Linked DNA regions of Mus musculus: all the other regions are linked to region 3. The links are chromatin contacts, called in public ChIA-PET, HiChIP or PLAC-seq and promoter capture Hi-C maps. All regions are on one chromosome and are shown on one strand. Each heading gives the region's core, a stretch centred on a gene start, on an enhancer-like site or on the middle of the called end of the contact. The rest is flanking DNA. Distances are from core to core; before and after follow the strand shown. Region 1 holds the start of Oxld1 (oxidoreductase like domain containing 1). Region 2 holds the start of Tbc1d16 (TBC1 domain family, member 16). Region 3 holds the start of Baiap2 (brain-specific angiogenesis inhibitor 1-associated protein 2). Region 4 holds the start of P4hb (prolyl 4-hydroxylase, beta polypeptide). Region 5 holds the start of Sirt7 (sirtuin 7). Region 6 holds the start of Sgsh (N-sulfoglucosamine sulfohydrolase (sulfamidase)). Region 7 holds the start of Aspscr1 (alveolar soft part sarcoma chromosome region, candidate 1 (human)).

Evidence for each region. ChIA-PET counts read pairs in DNA pulled down with a chosen protein or histone mark. HiChIP or PLAC-seq counts read pairs in DNA pulled down with a chosen protein or histone mark. Capture Hi-C pulls out chosen DNA fragments and counts their contacts.
Region 1: an RNA polymerase II ChIA-PET map of memory CD8 T cells shows a contact between it and region 3, with 6 read pairs. The contact joins the promoter of Oxld1 here to the promoter of Baiap2 in region 3. A contact is called at or near these places in 3 of 39 promoter capture datasets (liver and stem cell-derived epiblast-like cells) and 2 of 115 datasets of contacts at active chromatin or transcription factors (memory CD8 T cells and pancreatic cancer cells).
Region 2: a contact with region 3 is called in a promoter capture Hi-C map of adipose tissue. The contact joins the promoter of Tbc1d16 here to the promoter of Baiap2 in region 3. A contact is called at or near these places in 1 of 39 promoter capture datasets (liver), 6 of 115 datasets of contacts at active chromatin or transcription factors (embryonic forebrain, embryonic midbrain, embryonic stem cells and 2 more) and 2 of 9 other capture datasets (adipose tissue and pancreatic islet).
Region 4: an RNA polymerase II ChIA-PET map of memory CD8 T cells shows a contact between it and region 3, with 15 read pairs. The contact joins the promoter of P4hb here to the promoter of Baiap2 in region 3. A contact is called at or near these places in 1 of 484 Hi-C or Micro-C datasets (embryonic stem cells) and 3 of 115 datasets of contacts at active chromatin or transcription factors (memory CD8 T cells, microglia and pancreatic cancer cells).
Region 5: an RNA polymerase II ChIA-PET map of memory CD8 T cells shows a contact between it and region 3, with 15 read pairs. The contact joins the promoter of Sirt7 here to the promoter of Baiap2 in region 3. A contact is called at or near these places in 2 of 115 datasets of contacts at active chromatin or transcription factors (memory CD8 T cells and pancreatic cancer cells).
Region 6: a contact with region 3 is called in an RNA polymerase II ChIA-PET map of memory CD8 T cells, with 116 read pairs. The contact joins the promoter of Sgsh here to the promoter of Baiap2 in region 3. A contact is called at or near these places in 1 of 39 promoter capture datasets (embryonic stem cells), 1 of 484 Hi-C or Micro-C datasets (bone marrow-derived macrophages), 8 of 115 datasets of contacts at active chromatin or transcription factors (astrocytes, embryonic stem cells, large pre-B cells and 5 more) and 2 of 9 other capture datasets (embryonic stem cells and liver).
Region 7: a contact with region 3 is called in a FOXA1 HiChIP or PLAC-seq map of pancreatic cancer cells. The contact joins the promoter of Aspscr1 here to the promoter of Baiap2 in region 3.

Annotation. Positions count from the first base shown.
Region 1 is chr11:120,456,329-120,459,405 of GRCm38.p6, reverse strand. It overlaps Oxld1 (oxidoreductase like domain containing 1), which reads left to right and starts at 1,336. Exons shown (of 2, transcript NM_025560.3): 1 at 1,336-1,593; 2 at 2,244-2,805. The coding sequence starts at 1,387. The coding sequence ends at 2,642. It overlaps Ccdc137 (coiled-coil domain containing 137), which reads right to left and starts at 1,277. Exons shown (of 6, transcript NM_152807.3): 1 at 1,128-1,277; 2 at 661-794. The coding sequence starts at 1,261.
Region 2 is chr11:119,226,881-119,230,296 of GRCm38.p6, reverse strand. Tbc1d16 (TBC1 domain family, member 16) reads left to right here and starts at 1,798. Exons shown (of 12, transcript NM_172443.3): 1 at 1,798-1,901. It overlaps Ccdc40 (coiled-coil domain containing 40), which reads right to left and starts at 1,725. Exons shown (of 21, transcript NM_001364767.1): 1 at 1,550-1,725; 2 at 1,135-1,269. The coding sequence starts at 1,163.
Region 3 is chr11:119,941,815-119,944,866 of GRCm38.p6, reverse strand. Baiap2 (brain-specific angiogenesis inhibitor 1-associated protein 2) reads right to left here and starts at 1,775. Exons shown (of 14, transcript NM_130862.4): 1 at 1,619-1,775. The coding sequence starts at 1,672. Gm11767 (a long non-coding RNA gene) reads left to right here and starts at 1,773. Exons shown (of 5, transcript XR_001780400.2): 1 at 1,773-2,285.
Region 4 is chr11:120,571,716-120,575,027 of GRCm38.p6, reverse strand. P4hb (prolyl 4-hydroxylase, beta polypeptide) reads left to right here and starts at 1,775. Exons shown (of 11, transcript NM_011032.3): 1 at 1,775-2,371; 2 at 3,301-3,312. The coding sequence starts at 2,221.
Region 5 is chr11:120,623,175-120,626,398 of GRCm38.p6, reverse strand. Sirt7 (sirtuin 7) reads left to right here and starts at 1,385. Exons shown (of 10, transcript NM_153056.3): 1 at 1,385-1,522; 2 at 1,589-1,726; 3 at 1,805-1,909. The coding sequence starts at 1,427. It overlaps Mir6936 (microRNA 6936), which reads left to right and starts at 1,523; the gene lies at 1,523-1,576. It also overlaps a transcript of Mafg not described here.
Region 6 is chr11:119,354,045-119,357,167 of GRCm38.p6, reverse strand. It overlaps Sgsh (N-sulfoglucosamine sulfohydrolase (sulfamidase)), which reads left to right and starts at 1,658. Exons shown (of 8, transcript NM_018822.3): 1 at 1,658-1,771. The coding sequence starts at 1,684. Slc26a11 (solute carrier family 26, member 11) reads right to left here and starts at 1,611. Exons shown (of 17, transcript NM_178743.3): 1 at 1,533-1,611; 2 at 135-360. The coding sequence starts at 317.
Region 7 is chr11:120,671,190-120,674,494 of GRCm38.p6, reverse strand. It overlaps Aspscr1 (alveolar soft part sarcoma chromosome region, candidate 1 (human)), which reads right to left and starts at 1,522. Exons shown (of 16, transcript NM_026877.2): 1 at 1,325-1,522; 2 at 400-455. The coding sequence starts at 1,426.

The DNA.
Region 1 (3,077 bases), core at 87-2,586, 510 kb before region 3:
GATCCAACGCCCCCTCATGGCCTCCAATAGCAATTGCACATGCACCCCTCTACACCAGTCACACTTGCATATACATAAATGAAAATAAAACCTCAGCTGGGCAGAGGTGGCCCATGCCTTTAATCCCAGCACTCGGGAGGCAGAGGCAGGCGGATTTCTGAGTTCAAGGCCAGCCTGGTCTACAGAGTGAGTTCCAGGATAGCCAGGGCTATACAGAGAAACCCTGTCTTGAAAAAAGCAAAACAAACCCTGTCTCGAAAAACCAAAAAAGGGGGCTGGAGAGATGACTCAGAGGTTAAGAGCACCGACTGCTCTTCCAGAGGTCCTAAGTTCAATTCCCAGCAACCACATGGGAACCACATGGGCTCACAAGCATCTGTAATGGGAGTTGATGGTCTCTTCTGATATGTCTGGAGAGAGCAATGGTGTATTCATATGCATAAAATAAACCTTAAAAAAAAGAGAGAGAACTTCAAAAGTCCAAGTACTTTTATATAAATTATAAAAGCACTGCTGTAAAATCAGCCCTGTGCTGTCTTTCCCATACCCTGCACTCCCAGTACCGGGTCTTGGTGTAGTCCCTGTGCCTCAAACGCCTTTCAGAATTTGGGCGACTGGATGGGTGCAGATATGGTGGCACACAGCAATGGCTGTACATACCCTCCTTTTTTCTCTTCTTGTTACTTAGCGTCTTTTTCATCTCCTGTCGGCTCCTCATAATTTCTCGGAGCCGAAAAGGGATTTCTTGCTCATCCTGGTTCTTAGGCTTGCAATTCACTTTCTTCTTTTCTTTGCTGGAAAGGAAACCCAGGCGGAGTGTGACCCTTCCCATGTACAACACAGCCGGACACATAGTAGGAATTAACCCCGTAAAGAAACGGTTCCGGGGCCAAGAACACACGGTCCTCCCCTCACCCTCGACCCAGGCTGCCTTCAAGTGCATTTTTCTCTGCACGCTGAGGCAAAAGGCGCTCTAGAGCCCAGGGAGGCTGGCAGCTCTGACCTCATCCCCCGAACGTGGCTCACGAGAAACTGGAGACACTCACCTCCGTTCATTCAACACATGGCCTGGGCTGAGGGACGCAGGAAAGTTCCCAAATGGGTCCTCTCCCGGGGTTGGCACCTACCTGCGCTGTCCGGGCAGTGAGGCCGAGCGCTGCTGTCCTTGAGCCTGCTGCTGCCGCCGCCCCTGCGGCTGTCCCGAGCCTCTAAGACCGGCCGACCGCGCAGTAACCAGTGCTATGTTCCCAGGCCTCGCCATGACTACCCCAGGCGCGTCCTGCACGAAGCTATTTCCGCCCACTTACAAGCTCCAGGCCTGCGAGCATCACTTCCGCTTCCTGCGCTGCGTCCCCAAGCTCCTTGGCTCCGGCAGCCGCACCAGCTATGGGGTCGCCGCTGCAGACCCTGTCCCGGGGAGGCCGGGTGCGAGCTGCGCTCTGGTGCTGGACACAAGCCCGCGGCCTGAGCGGCCGCCAGTGCCCCAACCGGGTTGCGCGAAGCCTTTCGTGCAGCCGGGGTTTCCCCGTTCGGGGAGGCAGGCCAGCGCTTGGAGGAACCATGGTCAGCGTGCTCACTGAGAGCTTTCTTCAGGTCTGGGCCCCAGACGAGTTAGTGGGCAAGTAAATTGCAAGAGTAACAGTGACCATGGGTCATGGGTGAATAGCAGGGAAGGGAACCCGAGGGCCTTTGAGACGTGAGAGACGGAAAATGGTGTGACCCAGTGTCCTTAAGCGTCTCTTGTGAAGTGATAGAAGGACGACACCGAGCCGAGGATGTAGTCAACATGGTCAGAGAAGAGCTTAGCTACAACTGGCTGATAAGGGCCTTCCCCTTATCCTGTCCAGGATGTGTAGTCAGTCTGGCTATCCGATCTGGACTTGTTCCTCCTGCGAACTTTGAGAGTGAATGCCCAGTGTTAGGCATTGAGCCGAGCAAGCCCTTAACAAGTTCCTTTTCAGCCGGGCAGTGGTGGCACACGCCTTTAACCCCAGCACTCGGGAGGCAGAGGCAGGCAGATTTCTGAGTTCGAGGCCAGCCTGATCTACAGAGTGAGTTCTAGGACAGCCAGGGCTACACAGAGAAACCCTGTCTCGAAAAACAAAACAAAAACAAACAAAAAAAAAAACAACATCCACAAAAAAACCAAGTTCCTTTTCATACCAACCAGTATGTCCACTTCCCAGATAGGGAAACAGTATACAGAAGTCAGAAGAGTCATGCAGACTATCCCATGTTCGCAGGGAACGCAACATTTCTCCAGCTGGGACTGCTGCCAGAGTCTTCACAGACACCGTGCTCCAGTGCAAGTCACTGATAGCCGCAGAAACTTGGGGATGGACCACAGGGAAGAAGGTTTCCAAGTAGGTACAGAGGATGACAGGGAGCCAAAGGCTTCCCTGCCCAGGGGGAACCCCACAGGGCCCCCATGCTCGCTGCCACCTGAGCTTGAGCCTCCCACCAACTGCTGCATGAGTGGCTGCCCTAACTGTGTATGGGTAGATTATGCCGAAGCTCTGCTGAGGCTCTACCAGGATGGCGGGGAGAAGGCCCTGGCCATTCTAGAGGAGCACGTGACAGATGAGAACCTCAAGGCCTTCCTCAGGATGGAGATCCGGCTCCGCATGCAGAGTGGAGCCTGAGCCATTTTACCCGGGACTCCTTATCATGGACAGACACTACCCTTAAGGAACCAGAGGGTCACTTTTATCCCTGAGTCTGGAAGACTCCACAAGTCTGCAAGGATTAGGAATTCTTGTGTAACAACTTCACCTCAGAATAAATGAATCCTCTATGATAACCATGCAGGGGCTTTTGTGTTGTCCCTCTGCCTGCGTTATCTTGTCAAAGAAAGCATGCCTAGGCTGGCTGTGTGTCCCTGCTCAACAGCTACAGCTTTCCCTACGGGTGAAGCTGAACTGAACCCATGTCCGTGAACGCCCTGTGACAGGAGCGCCCCCAAACCTCAGTGTACCTGGTTGTCCTGCTGAGAGTGGACTATGGTTCCAATCTGTGGTAAATGGGAACCAGCACATGAAAGGGAGCCAGCCGCTCCCTGTCTCCTGTGGGTCCTGGAG
Region 2 (3,416 bases), core at 549-3,048, 710 kb after region 3:
ACTTAGTTAGGAACTAGAGTCTGGACCCCCAGCAGTCACGTAAGAGCTAGGCACAGTTGCTTGTGCCTGAACTCCAGCACTGTGAGGGTTTGAGGCAGGAGGACTATTAAGGCTTGCTGGCCACCAGTCAAGCTCCAGGCTCAATGAGAGGTTCTGCTTCAAGAGAATAAGGTAGAGATAGATAGAGCAGGACGCCTGAATCTTCCTCTGGCTTCTGCACGAATGTGCGCACACGCGCGTGCACACACACACCACTTCTACAAATATGCCACATGCAATATTTAAGACTATTTAAAAAGCTAAGCTAGCTTTCTAAAAAACAAACGAATACAGATTTCTGCTTCACAGACAATGAGAGCTTGGGCTATTCCCCCCTCTGCTTCCCAGCACCACTGGAGCAGGCATTTTGTGCACCTGCCTTTGCTCAGAATCTTTGCATTTCAAGTCTTCCCCAAGTTGGAGCTCATTCTATACCTGTGGCTTCACAGTTAGCCTTCTCGTGGGATATACTCTGGATGTGTTTCCATGGGTGTCCATAAGGACTTTAACTATATGAAACAACCCAGAAAAGTCTGAGCAAATAGAACTGTTTAAACTTGCTTTTGTTTTGCACAAAACCTAAAACAGTGCCGGCAACAGCATTTTGGGGTTCACTCAGTGATGGGGATCAGTCTATCCCTCAAGACCATGATGGGGGTGAGGGGAATCCATCTTGCAGGGGGAGGTATGGGCCTAGCCCAATCCCAACGGAGCTACTGCTCCTCCTTTCTTCCCACTCTTGTAATACTGAACGGCGTCCCATCCATCCAAGTCCTGCTTTGCAGCGGGTTTATCAAGCATGATGGTTGCCATGGTTACCGCGGGGCGTTAAAGTCTGTAGTCCAGGAGAAGCAGGGGCTAGGAGTAAGGAATGATGGGGGGTGGGGGGCGCTTGAAAAGGACAAAGAACAGAAGGTGCAAGAGATAGGGGACATGGGGGAGCGTGGGTTGGGTAGTGTAGGACAGGTCCAGAAAGTGGAGAAGAGCGGGAAGGGGCACAGAAGTGAAGGAGAAGGCGGTCCGGGTGGGGGTACCTGCGTGCAGAAATTTAGTGAAAACATCTGGTGGGTTTATTATCCCTCCTGCGGGGCTTACCCGTCAGCCTGGTCCTCCGGCTCCGCCATCTCTCGTTGCTAGGCTACGCCATCAACATCCGGCGAAGTCTGGACCGCGTGCTCCAAGACCGCAGGAGGCGGGGTCTGGCAGCGTCCATCGATTCACACAGAAACACTAAGCAAACACATTAAAGAACAAATGTGTTTTGCCTGTCCGTCGCCATGTGTCCCAGACTTTCCCGGCTGGACTTAGTTCCCGTAGAGTGACCCTGATGATGTTCAGGGACTCAAAGAAAGTGGCAGGCAGGTTGGGGATGCTGGGTCCGGGAAACGCGCCTAGCTCTGGCTCTTCCACTTCCAGCTTTGGGTTACTCAAGAACCAGTACCTTTTGGGGAGCATCATTCCTTCGTAACCCTAAGTTTGAGAAATAGAAATGCAAGGGGTGAGCGCATACATGGGTACAGGGAGGCCCTGCCTTTCGGATCGAGGGCACAGGGCTCCCATCCAGGGCAGGGTCCGGGGTACTAGGCGCGTGGCGAGATCCTGCAGAGTCAGCAGAAAGCCCCGAGCAGGGGTCGACGGATGCGCAGGACCCTGAGGTTGGAGTTAGTGCCTGGCGTTCCGGGCTGAGCGGGGCTGGGCCCCGGGGCGGAGCGAGGCGGAGCGGGGGCGGAGCGGAGGCGGAGCGGGGACGGCCTCTCCATATTCCCTCCCCGCCGCGCCTCGCTTTCGGCGGCGGTGGCAGTGGCGGCGGCGGTGGTGGCTCCTGGAGCCGGCGCGTGTCCAGCCCTCGCGGCGGGACCCGGGTGGGTATCAGGGTTCTTCTGGGATCGCGGGCCGGGGATTTTGGGGTCCACTCGGGACGACGTGGCGGTTCCTGGGTACCCTGGAATCTGCACGCACCGGACCCGGGCCTGCTGCGCGGGGGTCCGGGAGTGGCTGGGGGACCGGCTCTGGGCTCTGGGCGGGGGCGATGCGGAGGAACCCGGATCTTGCTGGGGACGCCCTGGGAACTCCACCCTCGAGTGAGACTCTCTGCTTTGGGAGTGGGCCCACTCGAGGAGACTCGGTCCTCGCCTGTCTGGAGCTGTGGGCCGGGGCACTTGCGGTCTTTGTCTTGCTGGCTGGTCTGAGCATGCGAAGAACTTATGGGGTTCCTGCACTGTCAGACAGAGCCCCCAAGGTGTGCCATGCCCTCCTGGGGCGTGTGCGGTCTTAGCGTTGGGGCACTAGGGGGAAATGGTCAGGGCTATTTAAGAGGCCCCATGTCAGGATCCTCGCTTCTTTTTTAGCCTGCGCGCCTCTCTCTCTCTCTCTCTTTCCTCAAAAGAAAGAAAGAAAAAAAGGGATAGTATAAAAAGAAAAAAGGGCAATTTAAGATTGCTAAAAATAACCCACGGAACCCTGCCAGAACGCGCGGTGAGAAAAGCCTGTTCCTCCGAAGTCGGTGTCACATGTTGGCCACAATCTAGTCCAGGTTCCGTTCAGAAATAGGGGAATAGAAAAGCGTCTCTTGACTCTGTTAAAGTTTGTTCCATGGACTCTGTCAACTTCCTTTATCAGGAAAGAGAGAGAGAGGGGAAGTGTCCTGTCACCAAGCATACTGGTCAGAACATGGGTGCAAAGAGCCGGGGACTAGGGGCTCCACTCTAAATCTTAATAACTGATCAAAGAATTTAAAAGAAACTATGTATGTAGCTCTTGGAAGAAATATTGACATTAACCTTGATAGCGAATATTGAACTTAGTGGTGCGGTGACTTTGGGCACAGGGGCCGGCTAAGATTCACCCATTGGGAATTTACCAGAGTTGGTTCTTAGCTGGTTGCTGGGGATGGATCTCTTAGCTGAGCAGTACTTATGGGTTTTTTCTCTGTTTGTTTGTTTTGTCCCCCCCCCCCCCCCATAGCTTTCTGGTGAGTGGAATGTCTTGAGTATAGCTAGGAAGTTCTTCTTGGGAACTGTTGACTCTCCTGGCAATCACGGTGTCTGTTAACAGCCTCGGATCACCATGTGTGGGTTTTCGTTGTGCGAAAACAGGCCCGTGAAAGAGCTGCAGTTTATAAGCTTTCAAAACCACATTTTTTATTATGACTATTTATTGTGTGGGGTGTGTGTGCCCACATGTGTCTTGGTGGTGCCTGTATGGAGCTCAGAGGACAGCTTGTGGAGCTTAGTTCTGTCTTCCCACCACATGAGTCTTGAGAGGACTCAAACCCAGGCCCTCTGGCTTGGTGGCAGCAGTCACCTTTATCCACAGAACTATTTTACTCACATTTACCCCAAGATGATGTCACATGATGCCATGTGACCCAGCACAGA
Region 3 (3,052 bases), core at 526-3,025:
GACTGCCCGGGCATGAGTTTTACTAAGGAGAACCATGGGACTCTCCAAAGCAAAGCTACTCCTCATACCCTGCGTGATTCTCACCATGGAAGTTCCTCTTTAACGATTTCAGTAAAGAAGCAAGAAAACCAGACTGTGACCAGTATTTCTTTTCCCATTCCCCTGCAGTACAAAGCAAACTGTAATGGAACTAATGACTAATAATTTAATAAACCTCCCTCTCCCGACAGCATGTGCTTCCGCAGACCAACAAGAGGGGAACATATACCATGGAGTCTACAGATACTAAACATAAAGAACAAAAGGCTGTTCTCAATCTTGTTTGCCGGCAGCTTGAACATGGTTTTAGAGCTCCTTCAGCCCCTACACCCACCTTCAAGGTTCCTCCAGACCCATGTAACTACAACTCTAAAGCCTTTATTAAATGATGAATTAAAGTATAATCTGCCCCCGGGACTCCAGCTGAAACCTAAGCAGCCACCCTGGAGGCTTCCATCTGCTGTAGGCAACAGAGCAAGCACAGCTATGAGGGTTTCACAGGCCATTGCCTAGAAAGGCACAACCATGGTTGGTTCATACAATCAGAAACTGTTGCTCTCGAGCAGAGCACAATCCCATTTAGCCATGAACCAGCAACTCCATGTGAAAACCTAGTGGCTGGTGGAAAGCCTTTCACTCACCCTTAAGACAGTTTTGAAATAAAGCACAGCTTTGTAAAGAGGACTGCCATGCACAGGGCAGGGCAGGAATTTCTCTCTTGAAAAAAAAAATGTCACTGAGAACTGCAGCGGACCTGATGCCATCAGGGAGCCCCAGGCTGTGCTGTTGAGGGTAAGGGGCCAGGGCTGTGAGAACCCATGGTGAAGAAATAGGAAATGGCCCGTCCATCTGTACCCAAAGCATGGACATAACATGACACCAGGGGGCTTGCACAAGGCTCTGCAGTTCTTCCATGAGAAACTGTCATTTCACAGATTAGTATGTGAATGCGAGACTCTTAACACATATCAGAAGCAAAAGCAGGCGCGTCAGCCTCCTACACAATTAGTCTTCTCCCTCTGCGGTTACATAAGATGATGGATTATCTGTCCACCCATCCAACCTGTCCGAGCTCGACCTCCCACTTTGGGCCACGTCCATTAACACTCGTAAAGGAGTTGTGGAAAGGGAAAGCCTGTTGAAGAGAAAGTGCCCAGAGGCTGGCATAACAGCACCTAGAAGAGCCCCACGGTGCCACCGCGCCAAGCAAGCGCAGGGCGACCGCCCGCAGCAGCCTGCAACCTCCACGCCGCCCCCGCTCCTTGTTCCCCTCACTCTGGGATGCAGCGGACCAGGCCAGATCGCAGAGCAGCCCAGGCCCTGAACATCTCGGTCCCTCCGGACGCCAGGACAGACAGGCGTACTGAGGGAGCGCGCGGGGGCTGAGCGGCGCCGTCGGGGTGGGGGCGTCCACTCGTGCTCGGGGACGGCGCGGGCCGCGGCGGGCGTAAGGACCCTGGGCGGGCGCGGCCACCTGTGACCAACGGAAGATCGGTCCACCACACCCGCAGTCCGGGAGCCGGTGCCCTGCTCGGGCCTGAAGACCTAGGGGCGACTCGGAGCCGCGCTGGAAACTCACCTTGTAGACATTTTCCGTGAGCCGGTGCATCTCCTCCGAGCGTGAAAGCGACATGGTCCTGGGTCCCGGCTACACCACAGACCAGAGCAGGGGCACGGGTGGCGGTGAGGAAAGCGACAACTGCAGCAACAGGAAAAGGCGCGCAGACCAGGACCACAGAGCGCGGCGCCCGGCGGCCGCTGCTTTTATAGCCGCTGAAGGCCCCACCCCACAAAAACCCCGCCTCCGGGCCCCGCCCCCGCCGCGCCCGGATCACCGCCCCCGGCTGTCCGCCCCCGCCCAGCCTAGCCGCTGCTAGGCAACCGCCAGGCCCGCTCCTGCGCCGTCTTTTCTATTGGTAGATTTCGGAGGCGGGGGCGAAGGGCGGAGCTAGAGGAGGGACTCGGAGGCCGGCTCCGAGCGGCAATTGGTCGGCCGCTGGGAGGCGGAGGCGCGGCGCGCTGAGGCCCTGGAGCTGCCTGAGGGGGTCGGAGCGACAGCCGGGCTGGGGGCGGAAAGCGGGGGCGGGGTGGCGCAGGAAGAGCTAGCGCGGGGTGTGGGCGGTGCGGGTGGCACCGGCGCGAGCGCGCGTGGAGGCGGCACTCGGGAGGCAGCGATCCGAGCTGCAGGCCCTCAAGGGTCCCTCAGGAGTGCGCGACAGGGGCCGGTGGCTCCCGCGCTATTGCAGGTGAGTCGGCGAGGCGTGCGTCGACCCTGGACGGTCTTCCGGAAGGGAGGAAACCCGGAGCCGGAGTAGGTGGAGACGGAGGAAGGTGCTGAACTCTAGCGGGAGAACCCTGAGCCCTGGAGGCAGGATCGGGACAGGGTGGGCCCTGGGGCGGGTGCTTGTGGTGGACTGGTGCTGAACGGAGGGTGGCGGCCGACAGTTGGGTCTAGAATTCCGGGAAGAGGACCCAAGAGAGGAGCGAGGGAGACGTGGAGCGAGTTCCATGGGGTGGTTCGGAAGGGAATTGGGGCGGGGGCGGGAGTTGGGTGGATAGCTCCGGGGGAGGAGCCTCTCAGCACAGCTTGGAATTGCCCAGTAGCTGATGGTTTAAGGAAGGGTAAGGCTTGGCTGAGAAAACTGACCAGGTTGGCACACGGGGTTCCAACGCGGTTCCCTTTGAAGAAATATTTACATCAATTAGACGAACAGAGAGGAATTATTTGCTTTACATTGTAAAACACCAGAGCTGAATGTTTCCTTTTAATTAAACATAACACTCCAGCATCCATTTCCTGGACAGCTGGTTACACCACTCCAACAACCCAGAGGACACAAATCCAAGGCGCGGCTGTCAAGCCTCAGCAGGGGACTCAGACGGCCCCTATTCACTTTGCTACATGTGTAAGGAGAAGGAATTCAGCCCACTGTCCTCTGTTTCCTTGTCGTCTATGTACATCTCTGTGTACATCTCTGTGTATCTGTCTTTTCTTGGGTTCTTCTTGTGACAG
Region 4 (3,312 bases), core at 526-3,025, 630 kb before region 3:
CAAAAACAAGACAGAAAGAGCTAATCCACCTGCCTCTCTCAAATACTGGGATTACAAGGGAACACTGCCATACCAGCGAACATTCTTCTCTTTTTTCACTTTTTGAGACAGGGTTTCTGTGTAACCCTGGCTGTCCTAGAACTTGCTTTGTAGACCAGGGTGGCCACACACAGATCCAACTGCCTCTACCTCCTGAATACTGGGATTAAAGGTGTGCCACCAGTGGCCCGCTCTTTTGTCTCTAGTTCCAAATAATGGTTTCTAGAACAGCTCAAGGCAGCTAAAAAAATCACTGGGAGATAGCAGCATCATATATGAAGCTATTTCTATTGTACCCAAGTCAGGAATGTGTACAGGCACTAAAGATAGGCAGAGAAAAAACCAAGCACCTAGCCAAGCTGCTGCTAGATTAGGTACTCTTCCAGGGCAAATTCATTCATAGCTCTCCTAGGCCTGCAAAGTCATCCCGTATATACTCGAAGGTTTCCCAGTGAGCTCCGACCAGGATCTGACTCCCTCTCTGCCTACACTGAATGGGTTGGGGCACAAAGGACTTGGTCTTCAAGGGAAGAAACTCACACTAGATAAGAGGAGTTTCTAGTAGGAAAGGTAATACATGCATGTCCTTATTGACAACGTTGCTAAAGAAGCTACTGCCAGGCAGTGATGGCACACATCTTTGATGCCAGCACTCTGAGGAGGCAGAGGTAAATGGATCTCTGAGTCCAAGGCCAGGTTGGTGTCTATCGAGTTCCAGGGCTATACAGGAAAACACTGTCTTGAAAAACTAAAAACAATTAAAAAAAAAAAAACTATCAAAATACAAAACCATATGCCATATTTCTTGTTTTTTATCCATTTCTGAGAGCAGTGTAGTACTAGTCAATCTATATACTTAATATTTGGGTGTTTGCCTTTTCTAATGACCCTTGACAATCAGGATAGTTTTCGTAGTGGGAAGTGAAAAAAGAAGATGCTTCTAGGAGTGAGCTCCCGGGCTGGGCGTGGAGAGCAGGTCGGTTGACAGCCGGGGAGCAGTAAAGAAAGAGAAAGATGGACCGAACACGGACAGGGACTGCTCACAGCTGTAACTACAGCACCCAGTGGGCCGGTGCAGATCTTTTAAGTATTTCCTCGGGTTCCAGGCCAGCCTGTGTACAATGAGTTCCAAGTCACTAAGGGATAGAGACACAAAGTAGAAGATGATTCTGGAAAAGGAAGTCCAACCGAGACAAAATGTGACTCTCGTACGTAATGGAAAGGCTGATTCACAGAAGCCAAACCTTTTTATTATTCAGCCCAACGAACTCAAGAGCCATTTCAACATGTGGTCAGTATAAAGCGGACGGCACGGACTGCTTTCTCCACTTCCCCAGCAGCTTCCGCAGAGGTCTCGGGCACCGAATTCCGAATGGTGGACAGGAGCCTCGGACGACCACGGGGCGCCCGAGAAACGTGCCCGCGGCGTGGGGACACGCCTGGCAGCTACCGCAGCCGAGAAAAGCACAGAACACCGACCCCGAAACTAGGGTCCGTCACCCAAGACCTGGGCAGGGACCGCACGAGCCGCACGCGCACCGGAAGTGGCGTCCCTGGCTTCCTTGAGGAGACTTGGGGGCGGTGCCAGTACGGAAACGCGGTCCAGTCAGAATGCAACACGAGGGGCTTCGGAGGCGCAAGCGTAGCCCCGCCCAGGGGTCCGGGACTCCGCCCACTGCCACGTTCGACGGAGAATCGGGCTGGGTACGCGCATCTCTCCACCAATCAGGAGCCACGAGGCCGGGCAGCGGAAAGCCGCAGCCATTCCAGACGTGTGGAAGGCGTGGGAAAAGTCGCCAGTCAGAAGTCCAGAAAGAGAAAGTTGGCTTTCGCCAGCGAATCAGACGCTGGGGGACATTGGGTTTGTGCGCGCGCGCGCGCGCCGTGGCCAATCCCAGGCAAGAACCGAAAGGCCTCCGGGTCTTTGTCGACTTGGTGGCCCAGCCTTGAGTGGGTGTCCAGTCCCCGCACGGCGAGGGCGGGTCTCTCAGCTCCTTGGCCAATCGGAGGGCGCGGCGGGGCGCATGCGCACGGCGGCTGACGCGCGCAGCGAGGGGGAGGCGTGGGCGCGTCCCCGGCCCAGGATTTATAAAGGCGAGGTCTGGACCGACGCGCGCTCTCGTCGCCTTGGCTGTCCCGGCGGCGCCAACCCAACTGCCCCGCCCGCTGCAGACGTCCGACATGCTGAGCCGTGCTTTGCTGTGCCTAGCCCTGGCCTGGGCGGCTAGGGTGGGCGCCGACGCCCTGGAGGAGGAGGACAACGTCCTGGTGTTGAAGAAGAGCAACTTCGAGGAGGCGCTGGCGGCGCACAAGTACCTGCTGGTGGAGTTCTGTGAGTGCGCCGTGGGCCTGGGCGGGGGGGGAAGGGCCCCTTGTCCACGGACTCCTCCGGGCCGCCCTCTGCGGCACCCAGCACTGTCCTGCGCGGCCGGCCCCTCTTGAGTACGGTGGCCCGTAGCCCTCAGCTTGCCCCACGGAACACGGACTGGCCGGTCCAGAGCTGCACCTCGCGGGTAGCACCTACTGTAAGCTTCTCTGCTTCCAGTTGTCCCAAGAGCATCCTTCCTACCCAAAGTAGAAGTCGTTGTAGTCAGAGCTCATTGAGGGGGACTGCGGGATTGAGAATCAAGAAGGTATCTTTGTGCACGACGTCCACATGGCCAGAACCTTCTGTTAGCTGGGAAAAACAGAGTGGGCTGTGTGAGCAGTTAGCAGTTCCGATAGAGTAGATCAAACGCTCTTTACTATGCCCACCCTACCTGTAACTTGCCGTATACCGGGAAGCAAGCCAGATCTAAGCCTTTACTTCTGCTTACAAGTGTGTGAGCTCCAACACAGCTGCCAGGTTGCCTTGACAGATTGTCACATTCCCATAGTAGAAAGAACAGCTTTGGATAGGCATCTGGACACGTACTTGCTACATATAGTGCTGGCCCAGCAACCTTTTAACTTTTCCTAGATTCTGAGTGGTAAACCCCAGGTATACACTGACCCTGATTGCTGGGGGCAGTACGAAGTTACAAGTCAAGGATGATTTTACAGTGCTGGTGGTCACAGGGCAAAGTAGGGATTGGGGTTGGTTTGTCACTCGTGGCCTCTGTCCTCATATTGCCCAAGAGCACCAGCTATCAGTGCAGTCTCTTGACTGCATTAAGAGGGGTTATCTTGGTATGCTGATAAGGTTTTTATGAAAGGAAGTACAAAGGGAAGAAATAGACCTGGATAGAGGACTACCTTCCAATGTCCTGGTTTCTTTTACAGATGCCCCGTGGT
Region 5 (3,224 bases), core at 136-2,635, 680 kb before region 3:
GTCCCAGAGAGTCCCCCCTGTGTTGTGTGCAGCTGGGTGTGGTGCCTGCTGTGCAGGGAGCCAGTGGCAACACTGTGTTAACAGGGATCACCACCATCACCCGGCTTCCAGCAGGCTGGTCTCAGCTCATCTTTCAGTTCTATGTGTGCTCTGTTAGCCTTGGTGATCAGGGCCAGGGTTTGCAGCTTTGATAAACTACTTGGAGATGGTGAGGCCACTTCCCTGCTACCTCCCTCTCTGGTGTGGCCACTTGGCTAAAGCTCCCATCCGCAGCTGGGATGTCTGAGCCACAGCCTGCTACACTGTTTCCCCTCTGGGATCTTCTGAGTTACTTTTTTAGGCTGTGGTTTAGTGAAAGGAACCAACACATTAACAATCTCCCCAGAAGCCACTGAATAATTCTTGGCATATTTTCTCAGTGCCATTGGCCGCCTGGTTTGGGAGCAGTTGTGGAACAGAGGACAGATCGGTACCATACAGAGGCATGGGTTCGCTGTAGCTGCTCACAGTTTGCCTGTTCCTGGCGTGTGTCCTAGGTGTGTGCTATACCTGCTGGGCCAGCTACACACATACGTACCCTGCCCCTGGAGCAACGGCATTAATATAGCACGGGTGTCTCTGGAAGTGTGAGGTAGAGTGTTCTAGGAAGTGTTCCTGATAAGATTTCCTTGTTCTCTAGGGCCCCCGTTGGGCTTTTGGCCCCTCCAGCAACTTTATGCCCCAACCCCACTTTTCCTCCCATTCTCTGTCTGCTAGTCTCTGAAGCCTTTAACCAAATGGGAATGGGTACAGAAAGCCTTCTCCTGGCAACTTAGGGCAACAGGACAAGGGCTATTGTGTGTCCAGCTCTGTTGGTCTCCTGGTGCTGAGAGGTGTGTCCAAGCAGAGTTGATCAGCCCCTGCCTGCCCTGCAGGGCTGAAGCCAGGGGGAAGGTTAGTAGAGAGTACCCTAAATGGGGTGAGGGTCCTTCAACATCCAAGTGAGGAGGGGCTGTGGTGTGGCTGCAAGGTGAGACCCTGTCTCCTGCACCTGGGTAGGGCCATAGGGGATCTGGCTGCAAGGTGAGGCCTGGACTTGGAGAGCAATCAGTCTCCTGGCCTCAGCAGGCAGCAGCCTTGGTGCCCACCCGTGCCCTGCGCAGTATTTATTGCTAAATTATTGTCCAGGAGGGGCGGCACTGGGCCTGGCCCCCCGGGTATTTATTGCTGTACATAGTGTATGTTTGTGATATATAAGGTTTTCTTTATTTTGTATATGATCAATAAACGCCTTTTAAAGAGATCTGGTGGTATTTCTTTGAAATCCCGAAGGAGCAAGGGTGGGAAGGGCGAGCCGGAAGAGGTGGAAAGGGCCGGGCCCGCGCATGCGTCTCTGTAGCTGCCGGATGAGGCGGAAGCGGAAGCCGGAAGCGCAGTCAAAGGAGCGATGGCAGCCGGTGGCGGTCTGAGCCGCTCGGAGCGCAAAGCTGCTGAGCGGGTCCGGAGGCTGCGGGAGGAGCAGCAGCGGGAGCGCCTCCGCCAGGTGAGCCACTGCCGTGCCCGCGCTCGCGCCGGCGCGCGCGGTCGCTCACCCGCTGCTCGTCCGTAGGTGTCACGCATCCTGAGGAAGGCGGCTGCAGAGCGCAGCGCGGAGGAGGGCCGGCTCTTGGCCGAGAGCGAGGATCTGGTGACCGAGCTGCAGGGTCGAAGTCGGCGGCGTGAGGGCCTCAAGCGCCGCCAGGAGGAGGCGAGTCGCGGGCAGCGGGTGCTGGGCGGCGGGCTGCGGGAGGCGAGCGGCGGCAATAACCAGCCTGGCTCCTATCAGGTGTGTGATGACCCGGAGGAGCTGCGGAGGAAGGTCCGCGAACTGGCCGGAGCTGTCCGAAGTGCCAGGCACTTGGTTGTCTACACGGGCGCTGGAATCAGCACAGTGAGTGAGGGCCTGCGCGTTGCTTCGGGTGTGAGGCGCCCCCTTCTGGGATGCAAACTCGGGCTGTACAGTGCTGGAGTTCAAAATCTCGCTCACCTTTGAAGTAACTTCAAGGTGTCCTTTCTCAGAGACCCGAAGCAATTCTAGATTTAAGACTTAACTAAGGCAACGTGACAGTGGTGGCACATTCCTTTAGTCCCAGCACTTGGGAGACAGGAGGATCTCTGTAATTTCAAGATCAGCCTGGTCTGCATAGGGACTGCATAGGGAGTTCTAGGTCAGCCAGGGCTAAAGAATAAGTCAATAAATAATAATTAAGCTAAGTCAAAGAGTTACAGAATGCGTAGTTTCTGACTGCCAATCAAACATGGAACAGTAGTAGGGCATAGTAGCCAACTGCCTGCTAATGCCTTCTCCCTTAAAGTGCAGACAAATTGATCGATTTACGTGATGTGGACAAACTGGAGCCCTAGTCTTTCTCCTGAGCCTGTACTCCTTGAAGAAAGATAAATGGAAAACTAGTGTCGAGTCCCAAATCTCCAATCTCAGGACTCAGGAGGTGGGGCCTGGTAGAGGAGGAAGATCAAGATCAAACTCTTGAGAGCAGCCTGGCTCGAAGCTCCATGCAAGACCCTGGCTCGGGGAAAAAAAAAAAAAAAACCAGACAGAGTCCTGGTACAATAGGTACATTTGAGAAATGCTGTCCTCTTGACTCTGAGAGCTCTCCTGGGAAGGCTGAGGGATGACTAGCTTTGAAGTTGAATATTTGACCTCAGGCGAACTCGGCTTCTATTCTGAGAAGCCCTGAGGTGGTCTGGAGAGATGGCTCAGTGGGTAGCGTGCCTGCTATGCAAGCGTGAAGACCCGAGTTTGGACTCTCAGAATCCATGTGAAGAAGCTGAGCAGTACCACACTCTGTAACCCCCAGAACTGGGAAGATAAGCTCAGAAGCCCCCCTGAAGCCCTCTGGCTAGCAGCCTAGCCAGATCCACGAGCTGCAGGTGCATTGAGAGACTAACAACTACAACAACAAAGGTGGGGGAGGCAGTGAGAAGCTCACTGAATACTTAGGCACTTGCTACCAAGCCTGGTGCATGAGTCCGGTCCTCAGAGCTCACACAACAGAAGAGAACTGACCGCCACAAGGTGTCTTCTGACTTCTACTTGTGCATCATGACCCTTGCACGACGTCCCCTTCAACAAATGTGTTAAGAAAAAAAAAATAGTTAAGGTGGACCGTGAGCTTCACACACTGACACGTGTAACGCACACCTCTACACACATGTGCACACATGCAAACACGAATACAAACACA
Region 6 (3,123 bases), core at 409-2,908, 590 kb after region 3:
CCGTCTGGGTCGGACACATGGAAGTGTTGGATTCCATGGTCGGTGTTTCAAACTGTGGACAGACACTGAGGAGTAGGAAGGGATCTATCTGGCTGTGGAGAGGGGACAGCTAGCAGAGGGGTCAGTCACTTCACCTGGGGTGGGAGTCCAGCCACTTCTGCATAGGCCAGGGCCTGGGGAATGACGGTGAGTCCCACGGAAAGTCCAGCGATGAAGTCCAGCCTCAGCCACTGCAGAGAGTAGTCAGGCACCCAGGCCAGGACGGGTAGCCTCCTCCTCAGGGCCGTAGCAGAGCAGCAGCATGTGTCTGGTGCCATGTGCAGGCTGGGGGATCTGGTCTGACCCAGACCTTTCACAGAGCTGGGCATGGGTGACATGGAGCAGTGATCAGGGGCTGAGCTTGGGAGAAGGTGGCGTTATCTTCCCAAGGGCGTCAGGAGCATAGCCTGCCTTTTGTGGCAGGGAGGCTGAGCCAGGTGGCTAAGTTTACCAAACCACCATGATCTGGGAAAGGAAGCCAGCAAAATGTGCACATGGGCCTGCACCAAGGATTCAGGGAGGCCTCAGCCTCTCTTTCCCATCTCTGGGCCATAGCCCCTGATCCCAAGCTCTGGTGTCTCTCCACTGTCAACCCCTACCAACCCCCCCTCCCCGCCCCCCGCAAACTAGCTCTTGAGGGGATGCCTAAAGACGACATTTTCACCCCGAAGAACCTGCTCCTTTCTTTTACCCCCTCCCCGGGGAACCTGACTATCCCAGCCCAGAAGAAGCAGGTCCTGCAGGCTCAGGCTTCCTCTGGCCGGCAGAGTGTGTAGGTAGGCAGCCAGGAGGCCCTGAGGAGCCAAGATTTACACCTCACCAAGTGTACACCTCACCACCGCAGAGGGCCACCAAGGTGTTAGGTAGGACTCCACCCACCACTAAGGGCTGCAGTTGGGGGAAAGGGGGTGGGAGTATGTGACATCCCTGAAGTCAAGATTTACCCAGCACCCACTTGTGGCATTCATAGCCCAAGGGTGGGAGGGCTGAAGATTCTACTTTGTTTTCCAAAGACTAACTGAAGCTCTCAAATTAATTCTAGGTACGTAGCATCCGCTAAGATCCTGGCGAACAGACACACACACACACACACACACACACACACACACACACACACACACACACACACACACGTGTCCCAGCCCATAGCTGACTCCTCATTACTGGTCCACACGCCCCAGCCCTGGAAATGACACTCTGGACAAAATCCACTCCTCCCCACCCCCACGCCGCCGCTAGCGCGGGATCCCGGGATCGCGGGGTGGGGTATGGGGGGGGGGGGTTGGGAAACGGAGGCTGAGGTCCCAGTGGGGAACACAAACAAGTCTGAGAACCTGGAGTAAGGCGGCCCGGACTCTAATGGTTTGCGGTAGGGAGGGTTCCCGGAGTAGGGCTCACCCGAGGACTCAGCGCTGGCCCCACAGCTCCTGGTGACCCCAGCCCACACCGCCACACACTCCCTCTCTCCATCACAAGGACCCAGATTCACCCACCGGACGCTGAGACTCAGGGTCTTCCGAAGTGGCGGTAGCTGAGTCCGCAGGAATCTCAGAAACAGAGTGGGCAGGACATGGGCGGGGCCTGCCGTGCACGTGACCGTGGGGAGCGGACGAGCCGGAACCGCTTACCCTGACCGGCGCCGCCATGCACTGCCCGGGACTGGCCTGCTGCACAATTCTGTTGGTCCTGGGACTCTGCGGCGCGCACTCGCGCAACGTGCTACTGATAGTTGGTGAGTGCCGCCGTCCCTGGCACGGCCACCTGCTGCTGCTCCCAGAAGCGGCCACTGGGCTCTTCCCCGCCACTGGCCCATGCTGACCCCGGCGCGCCAATTCCTTGCCGAGCCTCCTGTTGCAGGTCTCTTCCTGGTGACTCTAAATGCGTCTGGCCCTCCCGCTTCTGCCATCCCCAAGCTGGCCAGCATTCCCACATCTGTAGTCAAAGCTGCCAAGGAGACCCGGTGGACCCCGGCTACTCATGCAGACCTCTGATAAGGTTCCAGAAATGAGAATAGCCTGAGTCCCCGAGTTTTTGCAGGATGCCCTGGTCAGTTCTCTTAGCTCCTGGCCCAAAAGTACAGTACTCCAATGCCCACGCAAACCACCAAGTTCCTCCTGCATTCATGAGACTTCCTGTTTGGGTGATCAGTGCCTGGCTTGTGACAGCCCAGGCCTTCTGAGGTCTGGCTCTGGGCCAGGCCCACTCTTCTGATAAACTTTGTGGTATCTGGGCAAGCCAGTTGGTTAATTGTAACATAAACAGTGCTGTCTTTGCAGCACTACCCCCAATCTCTCCAAGGATAGTCTCGAAGATCGGCCTAGGGTGTATATCCACCGGATAGGATTGGCGCTGGAATCCTCTGGAGCCAGTTCGTGTGGCTCTGGAACTTCGGTCCTGTCTCAGCTTGGACAGCCATCACAACAAAACCTGGCAGTCTCAGGGCTAGAGAGGTGGCTCAGTGGTTAGGAGAAGTGGCTGCTCTTCCAGAGGACACAGGTTCAATACTCAGAACCCACATGGCGGCTCACAGGGATCTGTAACTGTTGTATATGTACATGCAGGGAAAATACGGACAAAGCAGAAAATAGAGTCACACTCACGCATGCACACATGCACGCCACACTACAGGCCAGGTTTTTAACAAACCAATGTAAGTCTAACAATTTCATTATATGGAGAGACTGGGTTCAGAGAGCCGGCTCCTCCCTCTGTTTCTGGGGAGGCCTTCCTGGATTGTTGATGACACCTGTCTCATTTCCAAACCTGACAGAGAAATGCCACAGTCCTGTTCGATTGGACCCCACCCTCACTTAACTGTTGAAGACTGGATTCAGATAATGACAGCAGGAATTTTAGGACTGAATGATCAGGGTCAGAGGCAAGAGCTGAGACCTCTGTGTGCAAGCAGCATGGCTTCCTGGCATGCAACAGAAGGCACACGTAACACAACCACTCCTGCCTGTCCTCCCATCTGTCCTCCTGGCTGTCCTCTTGCCTGTTCTCCCATCTGTCCTCCCTCCTGTCCTCCATCCTGTCCTTCTGCCTGTCTTCCTCCCTGTCCTTCTGTCTGTCTACCTCCCTGTC
Region 7 (3,305 bases), core at 273-2,772, 730 kb before region 3:
AGTCACAAGCCAAGAAATACCAGGACAGCCAGAAGCTGAAAGAGATGAGTCCTCTTCCCTAGAATATTCTAGAGTATAGCCACAGGGGTGGGGGTGGGGTCTTTGATCCCAGCATTGTGGAGGCAGAGGCAGAAGGCTCTCTGTGAGTTTGAGACCAGCCTGGTCTACAAAGTGAAGTCCAGGACAGTCAGGGCTACACAGAGAATCTGGGGGCGGTTGGGGGGGGGGGGTGGCACAACCATACTCTGGGCACTTTGGACTTTGCCTTCAGAACTGGGCAAGGATAAACTTCTGTTGTATTAAAGTACCTATGGGGGCGCTTCTAAGGCAGAGATAGTATGTGTTGAGAAAAGGACCAGGTAGACTGAGAAGCCCACAGCTGAGTCCAAGCAAACTCACTTCAGGTCGTATTCACTGGGGTTGAAGTCTTGCCGCCGGCATGTGTCTTCTAGTACCTGTGGGACAAATGATCGGTAAAACCTACCTCAACTGATAGTAGGCGCACTGGCCAGCCCACCAAACATCTCACTCACCAGCTCCAAGCAAACTACATGCAAATCCTGTCTACTCTCTCCCCTCCTACTGGGGACCCATTATTGACTTAATCCTCCAACTATGGCCTAGCCTGTCCACCCCTGGTCCCATGTTCTAGGCTCTGCGAGGCCTCTAGCCACAAATAATAATCTGCCTTACTGAACTTTGTGTCCACGGCCACTCTGTGGCCCGGCAGTCTTTGTGCAACTGCTGCATGACCAGAACCCTCCTCTACATGAGCGCAGCTCCAAATGGAGGTCACTCTGTATGGCCCTGCCACAGATATGAATCGTGTACGCCTTTGTAACCTAACAACAGAGGTTTAATAAGCAGGTGTAATTCATACGAGGTCACAAACAGCAACAATCAAAAGCCGTGAGTGACTTAGCAAAATTCACTTCCGGGAACACAGGCCCTAGGGTCCGGAGGGACGCCCCTGAGCTGAGCAGGAAGGAACGCCACTCTTCCCGGTGACCGAGAAGGCTGGATTCGGACAAGCGCCGAAGATTCTGGGGCTCGCAAGGCTCGACCCTGTTAGTGGGGTCCACCCCACCGTGCTCAGCAAACGCGCCTCCAAGTATCCCGCCCCGCCCCCGGGACCCAGATCTAGAGGATGGGGCGGACAGCCGCGCGAAAGGCGCTCATTGGCTGCCTCAGGCCCCGCCCACCGGGACCCGGTCCCGCCCTACCGCCCTAGGAGCAACCGCAGGGGCGGGCCCTGATGCGGCGACCCCGGGCGGCCCGCGGGTCCACCCATCCGCCCGTTCCCCACCCGGGCCGGCGGCCGCACCTGCAGCAGCACGGTGCTCGGCGTCACCTTCACCGTGTGGCGCCGCCCGTTTGGGGCCAGCACCGACACCGCGGAGCCCCCGCCGCCCGCCGGGGCCGCCATCTTCCGCTCACGTGACCGCAGCCGGCTCGCCTCAAACAACTTTATCCGCAACAGCCCGGACGCACAGCCACGCGGTCTCGGGGGCGGGGCCAACTCGCTTCCGGGCCCGCCCCCGGCGCTCTGGCTCTGCTTTGCTATTAGGCAGCCTGATGGCGTCCCGACGGCGCGGACCAAAGGCACCTCCCTGGAAGGAGCACAGTTCTGTCAGGGACATTGTTTCTTCATCCGGAGGCACGTGTTCCTGGGAACCTCCAAGCTCTGGGGGCTGCCTGCAAGAAAGCTATGCTGCCTGGGGCCAGCCTGGGGCCCACAGCTACCTGTCTGTCACCAAGTACTGGGTATGCGCACACCAGAGTTAGCCTTTGTACCTACTCCGTTAAGTACTGATCCTGCCTCCCTTCTCAAGTGTTCCTGTGATCATCATCGTCACATGGCGACAACCTTTTAGAAAAATATTTTATTGAGACTGATGTGGTAATGCAAGCCTTTAATCCCAGTATGTTGGAGGCAAAAACAGATCCCTGAGTTCAAGACCAGCCTGGTCTACAGAGCAACAGTCTTCCAGGACAACCACGGCTACCCAGAGAAACCCTGTCTTGAAAAAATAACAACAACAATAATAATAAAGTTATATTTTATGTGTTTTTTTTTTATTGTGTGTCTGTGGAAGAGCAGGTACAGGCATGCTATGGTACCTGTGTGCATTGTCAGCGAACTTGCCTGTTCCCTCCTTCCACCTTGTGGGACTGAGGGATTCATTTGAGGTTACCAGGCTTGGTGGCACTTTTACTTGCTGAGCCATCTTGTTGACTTCAGGCCCTCTCTTAGCTTGTCACCATGACTTCAAGGAGAATGCTTTGCCTATGGTCCTTGGGATTGTTGTAAAAATCTCCAAATCTGACTGGAGAAGCTGGTATACAGCATCTGTGTCACACGTGTGTATTGACAAACATGGGGAAAAGAATGGGAAGAGTTTGCGTGTTCTATGCAACCTTAGACCCTCACTGTGCTGCCCACCTTCCCGGGTCCCCTTTGGTTTTCTTCCTTTCTTTTTTACACACTAGCATTTAAAACAAAACCTCACAAACCCTCAAGTCTGTTTTCTTTCAACTGTCCCACTGTTAGAATCCTCTGGCAGAACATTTAGAGAGGTGCAGTGAGAAAAATGGACAGCCATCAAGAGATACAGATTGTTCTGAAAGTGAGCATGTGAAATTTGACCATGGTCAGGCTCAAGTTAAAGTCGGAATCCTCCATAATCAAGGTCCCTCTTTCCTTGGGTAGTAAATTAGTCAGCTATAGGCTAATTCTTTAAGACTACAATGCCATGTTTTTTTTTTTTTCTTCCCACATTTATTATGCAACAGTTTTAACACCAATTGATGAATGAGTTTTTTTTATTTATTTCCTTGACAGTTGTCCGGGCTAGTTTTATGTCAACTTGACACAAGCTAGAGTCATCGGAAAGAAGGAAACCTCAAATGAGAAAATAACTCCACAAGATCTGGCTGTGGGGCATTTTTCTTAATTAGTGATTGATGTGGGAGGGCTCAGCCCATTGTGGGTGGTGCTATCTCTTGGTAGTGGTTCTGGGCAGTGGTGGCCCACGACTTTAATCCCAGCACTCCAGCGGCAGAGGCAGGCAGATTTCTGAGTTTGAGGCCAGCCTGGTCTACAGAGTGAGTTCCAGGACAGCCAGGGCTACACAGAGAAACCCTGTGTCAAAAACCAAAAAATAAAAAAAATAAAAAATAAATAAAAAAGAGAAAAAGAAACATCTCTCTTTAAAAAAAAATCATATATATTAAATTAATGTGAATTCTGGGGTTTTCTTCTTTTTTTCTTTTTTTTTAGATTTATTTATTTATTATATGTAAGT